Regions from separate parts of the Bombyx mori genome. Here region 1 is linked to region 2. Evidence: chromatin contacts called from public Hi-C data. All regions are on one chromosome and are shown on one strand. Each heading gives the region's core, a stretch centred on a gene start, on an enhancer-like site or on the middle of the called end of the contact. The rest is flanking DNA. Distances are from core to core; before and after follow the strand shown. Region 1 holds the start of LOC101736754 (zinc finger protein 615). Region 2 holds the start of LOC101746840 (DNA-directed RNA polymerase I subunit RPA1).

Region 1 (6,059 bases), core at 2,799-5,298, 400 kb after region 2:
CTATCCCTGGGACTCTGGTTTGTCATCAATGGCGAAATATATTAAAACTTACAATTACAGTAAAACATGAAATTTAAGATATTTGTAAAAGTGACCATTACCATCTAGTTCTACAAATAAGCTGAACAGAACTATGAATTGATAAATATTCGAAAGGTAAAAAGGATTTCGAGCAATTACAGAAGCGACACTAAACTGCTTTCTATAGACAGTGTTCTGTGCACGTAGTGCGAGTTTTTTTACTTCTCGATTGCGTAAAAGTTAACTCAAATAAGTATGAAGTTGGAACAGCGAACCTAGCGGCAAACGAAGGGACACTGTTCTAACTCCTACACGGTTAACTTTTACAAGATCGAGAAGTAAAAAAACTCGCACTAAGCATAGTGAATCGAATGCATGCTCCTTTAAACTGTGTCACTGCAGTTGTCTATGTCACATGTCTACTTATGGATCTGAATCTAATTGTATATATATGGAGGATAAAAAATAATAGTTAAGAGAATTTTGAAGACTATTTCCATCCAGAACTGTAAATATACATTTATCTTTAAAAGTGCAAGCTCTGAATTTCTTGCTGATTGATACTTTGTGGTGAACCTACATTCCGAATGGGTCATAAAGTTATGTATTTTTTTTTATTTTGAGCTTGATCAATAATAGTATTGTTGATCGAAGATTTTTATAAGAACTATATGATTTTTAGAAGGTCAAACATTGTATTTGATGATGATGTTTTTGTTTTAGGAATTGTTATATAATATACATGCACCTTAGATAATATAACACTCACCTTCTGTTCTATACCCTGCTGATGTCTGATAGCCTTCTGTTTCTGATGATTAGCTCTCTGTATGTGTTGATCTACAGAATTGAGTACTGCTTCACAAGCATTGCACCAGTCGGCCAGGACATCAGCAATGGAAGCTGCATCTTCAAGCCGCGCATCTCTGCCAAGGGCCACGTCCACTTCCACACGTTTACATTCCTGGTCCAACTTGCCGTGAATTATGTCTATGGAAGTATAGTATGTAAATTATTTCCAATTATCGTGCGAGTGGTCTATTGTAACAGTAAAATAGTTCAACATCATGTATGTATATTCAAATCGTCAAGGTATTCTACTCCTAATGAGTTTATACTGTATATCTATATATTGTTATATTGTGCATATTTAAAAAAATATCTTTTAACTAATAAGTACACTGCGGTTAATTTATTTCCTCATGTGATTCTTGTCCACTTCATGGTTATCTGGAATAGAATCCTCTTGACAATAAGACTGCCCATTCTACTTTTGTGTGATGTATGTTTTGTATTTATGTTTATATTGATGTAAAATAAAGAATACACACTATCTGTCTAATGAGGTTTTTATTGAACTTAATTTTATACAAGTAATAATTAAAAGGAATGCATTGTTAATTAGTTGCCATGGTCATAATGAGAAGTGCAAAAATGCTATTTTTAGAAAGTAATTGTTTATTGATGTTTGCTTGCTATATTCACATTCAGATTTATTTGTTTCCCTACAACTACTTACTACCACATGGAATAGATTGATCTCCCCTTCTACGAAGGTAAAAACAAAATAAAATAGTAAAAGAAAAATCAAAATAAATATATGCTTATATGGATAAATAAAAGGATGTTAAACTGTTTTCAGGGCATACAAACTCAAACAGGGAACATAACATTGACTTACTAAGCATAAGTACTTGTAATTATAAGGTAAACCAATAGTTATATTGTAAAACCTCAAATTGTAATTGAATTTTTTATGATAAAACTTTTTTTTTAATTAAGTAATTTTTTTATTGCTTAGATGGGTGGACGAGCTCACAGCCCACCTGGTGTTAAGTGGTTACTGGAGCCCATAGACATCTACAACGTAGACGCCACCCACCTTGAGATACAAGTTCTAAAGTTTCAGTATAGTTAAAACGGCTACCCCACCCTTCAAACCGAAACGCATTACTGCTTCACGGCAGAAATAGGCAGGGCGGTGGTAGATATCCGCGCGCACTCACAAGTGGTCCTACCACCAGTAATTACGCAAATTATAATTTTGCCGGGTTTGATTTTTATTACACTATGTTATTCTTTTACCGTGGAAATCAATCGTGAACATTTGTTGAGTACATATTTCATTAGAAAAATTGGTCCCGCCTGCGAGATTCGAACACCTTTGCATCGCTTCAACATGAATTAACCGGACGTCTTATCCTTTAGGCCACGACGACTTCATACCAACTTTATTCCACTAAGATGCATTAAATTATCTGAAGACATAATAGTAGGGCTCATGGCTCATGTCATTGTAGCATCAGTTTCCTATTTGTATTGGTAGCTAAATTCATTTAAGATTTAATGATTTTTTTTTATATGGACACTTTAGAAGTTATGCTTATTTAGTGTATATGTATTCTTTATCAATGCACATTTTATATATGTGGCTTTAATCTATATAAAACATGAACTAAATAAATTAGATACTACATCAAATTCGGCACTGAATTGTTTTCTCATATACACCACAAGAATAACTCGAAAAAGAAAAAAACAAGGTATAAAATGCATGTAGTCAAACTTGAATTTTAATACTGTTTTATGAATCAACAACTCTGACACTTTTTTTATTAGGGACTGTTTGTATATACACTATAGTAGGAAAATCAACTCACCTGCATAAATAGCTTCAATGATAAGATCTTCTAAATCTCTAACATTTTTAATATCCAATTCCTCAAGTAACACACTGTAAGGGATACATTTCTCTTGTGTTGCAAGTGTTGCAATGGTCAGATGCTGTAATTTCTTGCACTGGACTGTGGTTAATTCTAAATAGTCCGATTTGTTCTCAATGTAGTCCTTATATGTGCCATAGGCAAACAAATTAAGAGTTTTTAAATGAGTTGCATAAGGTCCACTCTCCAGCTGAAAAATACAATAAAATGAATTTTAACAAGAGCGCCAAATTGATTTCTACCCATAGAATTCGGACAGTTTCATACATTTAATGGTTAAAAATGTATTAGAATTAATTGATCGATATAAAGGTAAGTTTTCTAACCTCTTTAATATTTGGCATCTCTAATAGCTCGCCGAAAACATGCACTCCTGGAGCCTCCAGAACCTGTTTGATGAGTTCAGCGCACGCAGAACCTTTAGCTCCCTTTGCTAAAAGGACAAACTGTTCTAGAGGGTGATTGGAGGAAAATGATAACAATGAGGAAGGTTCATCTCGGTCCATTGACATCGGATTCATTTTGAATTTTAAGACGTCTATGTCTATTTCATAAACGGGAAATAGGTCAATTCTATATTGAATCTATATGTTAGGGAAAAAGTATCAAACTCAGATTTAAGGTTTAAACTGTTATATTTATGTACCTACCTAGGTAGGTAGGTATTTTATACTTTCTTTGGTAATTTTAAGTTGACAGTGACAGTTGATGACAGGCTGTTTCTACATTTATATTGCTAGCTGTTGATACTTTAATATTATTATTATTATACATAACGAACGGATGTATTTATTTGTAGGTTTAGTTTACTTCAAATTTGAAATCTATCATAAAATATGTATTCAATTTCCATAAAGAACATGATGGTGGCAGATTATACTTAAATCTATGAAAAGTCAGGTACTTGAGTTCTTGAAGAGCTTGTCTTAATTAGTAATATTGCAAAGAAGTCAGACTATGAGTGCATAAATTTATTACCTATGTATCAAGTAACTAAGATAAATTAAAAAATACCCCAAGAATATTGACATTTCATGTAAAGAATGTGGTGTAATTAAATCACGTAATTTTTGTTAGTTCTAAAGCGTTTAGGATGAAAAATTCAGCCAATTTAAATAGAAATTAATTCAAAAGTAGAACAGTATGCAGAGAAGTACATTTATTCATAATACCAAAAATCTTTTAGTGAAACTACAGCTTTGATTGATTAGTTATAGGGCTTAAAAAATAAACTAATTTCAAGAATTTTATAAAGTTTGTCTTTGACAAAAAAAAAACTAGAAATTTAAAAGTTTATGCTTCAGTTTTCAAATGACCATAAATAATAAAATGGCGTCAGGTTTTTTGTGTGTGCGATAAATTAATTGTTTTCATAAAAATCTGGATTTTCTCCAATTTTTTTTGACATACGAAAGTGTTTTTTATTTTATATGTAATTATGAAGCTTATAAATGCATATATGACTTCTAATAACGTACTATTTATTGTAAATAATGTGCGTGTCAATGTTCGTTGAAGCGTCGTTGTTCTGGGCCGCCTTTTATATTGGGTTGATTAAACTAATTTAGATGTCGTCTAAAGTTAAGATTCATCGTTATTTACACAGAACACCATCACAAGTTGTAAATTAGTGTTGTTTTCGCTTGATATTCGGCGTCGCTGTCAATGAGTGCGTTTTGCGTGTGTGGTTGTGAGGTCGTACATACATGTTCGCAATGATAAAACTGTCATGAGGACTGTTTACTATCAAATAGTGAATCTGTGTTAGTGCGTTTACATTTCTATGTAGTGAAGTTTATATTGTGGTGAAAATGTGTATGCCAACACCGAACAATGTTTCGGGTTTCGGTTATTCTTGGGGCTTTACGAGTTCCGCGGACCTTACCAAGGGCGATGTCGAAACTCCGAGCAGCCTCAGTTATTCGCTTGGGAGTACGGTAAGGTCTAAATAAAATAAATTAAATAACTGAAGCACTTTAGAGTAAACATTTATTGTGCACTTTAATTTCAAAGTGCATCCTCTCAAAGTTTTAACCATAAGCAAGATTGAATGAAATTAACAACAATCAGCTTTCACTTGAAGTAAATTTTCTAGTTATTTTAATATTTAGCAACAAAAAAAAGCTATTATGAAATTGTGTACTTATATGTGCTATTTTGTTTCAAAATAGGTTTCATTTCAGTAAAGACTTAAAATCATTTTATAAATAAAAACAAATAATCAACAATAAATAAAACATTTCAGGTGTCTCCAGAGACAACACTCACTGTTATGTCTCACAAGACACCGCAAGTCCAAGATAAAGTGGGTGCTGTTGCTGTGGCAGTATCCAACTCGGGGGCTCAAGTCACAAGGGTTGTCACAGCAGGAGCTCCGGTGACGGCCAGGAGAGCTATGTTTGTTCTGAATGAAGCTCCAACCCATACTATAAACAGGGTTTCACAACAAAACCAAACAGCGACAATACATAGTGGGTATTATTAACTGTTTTAAGGCTTACAATCGCTTACTAGTCAGCTTTTTGCTTATTTAGCATTAATTGCTTAAATTCAAATTAAATTTTAATTTTAAGCTTAAATTAGATAAATAAAGTTCTCTGTAAGTATTTAATACAAAATCTACTGACAGTTCTTATTTATCTATTCATACTGCACTCAGTTAAATTGACTCCTAATAACAAAATACTGATTTTATTAATGCAGATATTAGTTTTTTTCTTAGAAAAGAGAAAAATAAACTAAAACTAAAAAGTGAAGAAAATATTAAAAGCATGTTCTGTCAATTTTCTTATAGTTTCATAACAATTTTATAACATGTAAAATATAAAAAAAAGGTTAATTTGACCAATATTGTTAGGTTTCATGTTAATATTTAATAACAATAAACTTATGTGAACCAAATCAATAAAATAAATTATAAATTGCAGCAACAAATTTAACATCAAAGTCGTTTATGACTCCCCTTGGACCACTACAACTGACGGCAGAAGAGTGCAATGAAATTCTAATGAAAAGGGCACTGCAAGCTCAAGGAATAGCGACTCCTGTCATTGATGCATCACAGTTAAACCATACAATACTTAATGGTGGCTTGAAGAGTTTAACCGAAGCGAACAATCAACAGGGTCAAGCAGAAACAATACAAACAACAACAGTACAACAACATCATCTGTTACATACGAAGCAGGAACCTGGAACTACTAATAGTTCACCTAAAGTAAGAATTTTTATTTCTATAGATAGCAACAGTAACCAGTCAAGTATTCCCGATCCTGCGGACAGAATGGAAAGCAGTCGACGTCGCCCAAAACACGT
Region 2 (5,209 bases), core at 2,276-4,775:
ACTCTTCAATCTATTACGAATACAGTCTGCGATTTAAATTTGAAATTCCAATTAGTTTCAAATATAAGTGCACATATTTCTTTTTTAAATTGCAGTGTTATATCCCCGTTAAACTTTTTTGTATATACTTTAAATATATTTAAATGACATTTAAATATAAAAATGCTCAAGATTATGTTGGCAATGCAATATTCCTGATAATATCAGGTTGCAAACAGAAGTCTTAAAATGCCTACCTTAAGCTATAAAAACTGTCAATATTCTCATGTAAATAAAATAGAATACATTAAGTCAATTGACTGTACCATTTATATATCATCATCTGCATCATATTCAAATATCAGATTAAATTCAAACACGTTCAAAGTGCACTTTAGAAGTTAGGGTCCAAATAAGTCAGAGTGGCGTATTGTGTAACCTTGTTAAATATGGTTCCAGCACGATTTTTTTAATGAAATGCTTTATAGGTTCAAAAATGAAACAGATTTATTTTTATTGCCTTTGTAGGCAGATGAGTATATATATATATATACCCATTTGATGGTCCTAAACAGATATTTGCTCTAAGCTGTCAGCGAAGCTGATGATACTGCCAAGTGTCTATCTACCTTTATAAGAATTATACATGATAGGGTAGTGCCATAAATTTTTTACTATATAACAGTCTGTATTAATAGCTAAAACTCTGCAGCTAAGCACGGACCATCACTGTAGGTGACTGCAGTCTGGAACACCACTAACTTTAGTATTGTACTTGTATACTCATATTCTAAACATGAAATCAAACAAATCGCAAACAAGTACTTACTCGAAATATTTTATGTCAAAGTTGGAAACTAATAATAACATTACTTAAGTATTGCTACCTTTTTAGAAAACCTTTGGTGCCATCAGGGCCACGAGGGGTACGGATAACAAGCACTCCTCGTGGAGGTGGAGATGGAAATACTCCAGCTGGGGTAGCTCCAGGTGGAAGCCGAGATAACACTTTACGTTCTTTACTTTTAGCGTTTTCACCATTTTTCTTATTATTTGATTGACTGTCATTAAGATTATTTGCTTGTAATTTGTCTTGTAGCCTGGTGAGTCTGAAATAAATAATTTATATATTTGAATTCATATTTCCATAAAATCTAGTATTCAATGTCAATATGCCTTCTGTGTACCTACAGTCTGTTTGTTTGTACACCAATTTATTTAGTTGTTTAATTATGTTTGACCAAGAAAAGTTTACATTGATGTCTAATGATGCAGTTTTGGTAATTTATTTACCATTAGATACAATAATATTATAATTGCCAAAATTTATCTTATGCATTATATAAACAATTATGGGTTTGTATTTAAATTAAGACAATTACTTCAAATCATTATTGTTATCTCAGAGAGCTTCCTGTTAGAAACATCAGTAGAAAGTTAATGAATTTGTTTGTGATTTTCTATAATTTGCTAACAGCTTAAAACAATACCTATCTGATTCTAGAGGGGACTTTAACCACGAAACAACAAAAAATAAACTATATTTTATACTCTATGTAACAATGTACAATATTATGTTTGCAATATGTGTTGCATATATCTTTTTTACCTTCATGTTACCATAAACAATACTAAAAATTAATAAATCCAATTTTCCTTCTTTACTAAGATTAATATACTCTAAAAAAAAAATTGTATTAATTTTAAATTCAAATTAAGATATGTTTATTAAATAACCATTCGTTTTTTGGTTGCTTTAAACCTGTCATTTTATATGTATTAAATTTTCTATTATTTTATCACAATTTTCAATTCTATATGAAAATACACAAAACATACATAAATAATTTCATCAATATTTTTGTATTTTGTAGACCTAAACGAAGATCTTGTAGGGGTGAAATTCCTCAGTAGACCTTGTATTTTTGTAAACATATCTTCAAAATGTTATTAGCATGACTTAGGCATCTGTGAAATATCTTCTGTACTATATTGTAGCTATTATTAGCTAACACTACAAGTATATTTTGAAAGTCATTATGTCAAGGTGATATATATATTGTATTAACTTAAAAATCAATATTTTAATGGAATAAGAAGTCACATAAAATACTGTTTTAAGTTACATTTAAGTTCCCTATTTCATATTTTAATTCTGCTCAGTATGGCTGACTGAAATAATCACCAATAATTTACTAAGTTTATGTGTGTATTATAAGTACATCAGTTGTGAACCTAGGTAACTAACTTTGTTTCGAAAACAATACCATCCCTAGAAGGTTTAAATAGAATAAAAATGGATATTCAATGATTCAAAATACATTCGCATAATGTAAATCTAAGCAGCTTCACTTATGGTGAACTTGTTTCAATAATTTCTTAAATATTACAGTGTACTTACTTATCATCAATAATATCTTCAGGACTCCGAGCCTCGCCTAGGATCCTGAGACGAGCCTGTTCATACTCCTTTTGCCTCTGCTCTAGAGTTTTGACCGGTCGGGCACGATTCTCTCCGTTTAACTGCCCACTGCCAGAAGATGATGGCCTTTTTAGTATGCGAATAGCAGGCTCCGGCATCATGCACTGCGATCCGATACACGCGTTCTCTTCAACAGTAACCTTGCAATCCCTTAGAGAAATAGCTGGCGGGTTTTCTGTGGGACTCTCACTGTTTAACCTGATATTCTGTTCCAGCTGAAATGTAGATATTTTATGTATATAGCTCGTCGACAAATGCCTTGTCCTTGAATGGGGTCGAAGACTGGGGCCTGAACGTTAAAACTTACACCAATAATTTCATCCATATCTTCCCAACTTTCACATACGTCAACTTCATCCTGGGCCGCCATGTTGACTGACAACCATAGATTCTTCATTCTTCCTTGTTTTATGTACATTTTTCAATATGGCAATCAAGATAATTTGAAAATGATGGTTTTGTTTTACTTAATACTACGAATAAATAATAAGACTTAATAATACTGAAATAAGAGAATCAAAGTGAGCTATAAAACCTTAACAAAAATTAAGCTGAATATACCTTTTATAAACTGATTCAAATGAATAATTATGTTAAAAGTAAAAATACCAATTACTCGAAACGTAATTAAGTCTACCTTTTTTGTACTGTAGTTTTTTTATTGTTTTAGAAATCTCTAGAGGCTCTATGTTGAGTTAAGAAATTTAAGATATTTAATGACTAGAGTAGATAGTGACAGTGTAATATACAAGTCCTCACATGTTTACGTAGTCCAATTTAATTTCGTCAATATAACCTGAAATTATTTGATTATTGATTGCATTTTCTTATTAGCTTTAAATAACATACTTTTTTGTAATTTTGTAGTGCTTACAGTTCTTTCGTCCTTTTTTAGTTCTCTATCTTATTCTAATAACTTTCAGCGCCTTTTTTAAATTTACCCGGTTGCTACTGTAACGCCACCCTTATTTACTAGATTATATTATCATTTTTCAAAATTAAGAATGTAAATTAAAATAAGATATGACTTAAATGTCTTAGTTACCAGATCATAAAATCCCTTAAAAAAGCCATAGACAAAGTACACATAGATTGTCATTTGTCTATAATATAAAAATCCAGAGAATGTTGAAATCATAGACCTTGTTGAAATTAGGTTCACAATATATTTCAAAATATAGGAAATAAACAAAGATAATAAATATGAAAATCGATACGATATAAAGTAACTTATGAATATACCTGTCTTGCTATTCACATGTAAGTTTCTCATACCGAATTAATACTAATTTACTGAATAGGTTATGTTATCATGCCTTCAAATAACTCAATTTGTTTTTCTTCACAGAAATACAATATGGCTTTTAAATCGGCGTTTCCATCATCAACGTCTGGGTTGCCCTCCGTCGAACCCGAACACATACAGTTTCTTATGTTCACTGATGAAGATATAAAAAAATTGAGTGTAACAAAGATAACACAAATCCAATCGTTTGACGCCATCGGTAACCCTACTAAGGGAGGCCTGTACGATTCTGCACTAGGACCACTAAGGGACAGGAACGATAACTGTGAGACATGTAACAATTCGTTACTGCATTGCCCTGGACATTTTGGACACATCGAACTGCCCCTCGTGGTAATTAATCCACTCTTTACAAAAAGTATTTACATGCTATTCCGTATAAGTTGTCTCAAATGTTTTAGAATACAACTTGACGATCGCTTAAAGTCGCTATTGAAACTGCAATTGGATCTAGTAGATGCAGGGCATATAACAGCAGCTTTAGACCTTGATTACTATGTAAGTGAAACATACAGTAGTAAGGAGTCTCCGGACAAACCAAATAAAACTATAAGAAAGTATAGAAAACTTTTGAAAACAAAAGATGTAATTGTGGAAACATTTCACAGTAAAAACACTGATAAAATTAGAAGTAAAATAATAACCGGCTATTTTAGGAGCATGAATATTGTAAAAAAATGTATGTTTTGTATGGCCAAACTAATAAAAGTTAATACATCCGAAGGTAAAATAATGTATAATTTGAGTGCTGAAGGTTCAACACCAGGAACAAAAGGCATTAAAATATTGATGCCAGACGAAATCAGACGATTTTGTGTGGACATTTCAAAAAATGATGAAGATCTGTTAAAATATTGTTTCCCTGTATTGAAACATACATCTGCTAGTCCAGCAATAAATATATTTTTCATGGAAATTGTGCCTGTGTTACCTCCGTGTGTAAGACCCTGCAATATCTTGAGAGGAGAACTGATTGAGCATCCTCAAACTAATGTTTATAAAGCCATATTGTTACACTCCTATGCTGCTAGAGTCATTTTACAAGTTCTCTCAGCCTCAAATCAACAAAAGGCTCAAGACTGCTTAGATACAGCACCAAGACAAGCATATGAGGCTGTTCAAGGTAAAACACCAGCTGAAAAATTACATGTTGCGTGGCAGGACCTACAAAAGAGTGTTAATCATTTACTGAATTGTGAAGGTATGGGAGCATCAAGTCAAGGTCTTAAACAGATACTGGAAAAGAAAACTGGCTTAATAAGGATGCACATGATGGGCAAAAGAGTGAATTTTGCTGCAAGATCTGTCATTACCCCAGATCCCAATGTCGACATAGATGAAATAGGCATCCCAGATGCTTTTGCCACAAAACTAACATATCCCGTCCCGGTTACGGAATGGAATGTTGATGAGCTACGTAAAATGGTAATCAATGGACCCAA

Evidence for each region. A called contact is a pair of places that touch in the nucleus more often than the background predicts.
Region 1: a contact with region 2 is called in a Hi-C map of posterior silk gland, with 2.2 times the contacts expected there. The contact joins the promoter of LOC101736754 here to the promoter of LOC101746840 in region 2. A contact is called at or near these places in 2 of 7 Hi-C or Micro-C datasets (posterior silk gland and whole pupa).

What each region holds. Positions count from the first base shown.
Region 1 is chr8:3,666,098-3,672,156 of ASM3026992v2, forward strand. LOC101736754 (zinc finger protein 615) reads left to right here and starts at 4,049. Exons shown (of 17, transcript XM_038012444.2): 1 at 4,049-4,681; 2 at 4,990-5,215; 3 at 5,672-5,961. The coding sequence starts at 4,556. LOC101746178 (COP9 signalosome complex subunit 7b) reads right to left here and starts at 3,657. Exons shown (of 4, transcript XM_004924061.5): 1 at 3,071-3,657; 2 at 2,682-2,934; 3 at 791-1,011. The coding sequence starts at 3,265.
Region 2 is chr8:3,266,833-3,272,041 of ASM3026992v2, forward strand. LOC101746840 (DNA-directed RNA polymerase I subunit RPA1) reads left to right here and starts at 3,526. Exons shown (of 3, transcript XM_004925124.5): 1 at 3,526-3,721; 2 at 3,810-5,209. The coding sequence starts at 3,819. LOC101736521 (SUZ domain-containing protein 1) reads right to left here and starts at 2,911. Exons shown (of 3, transcript XM_004925134.5): 1 at 2,769-2,911; 2 at 2,381-2,676; 3 at 1-1,088. The coding sequence starts at 2,879. The coding sequence ends at 863.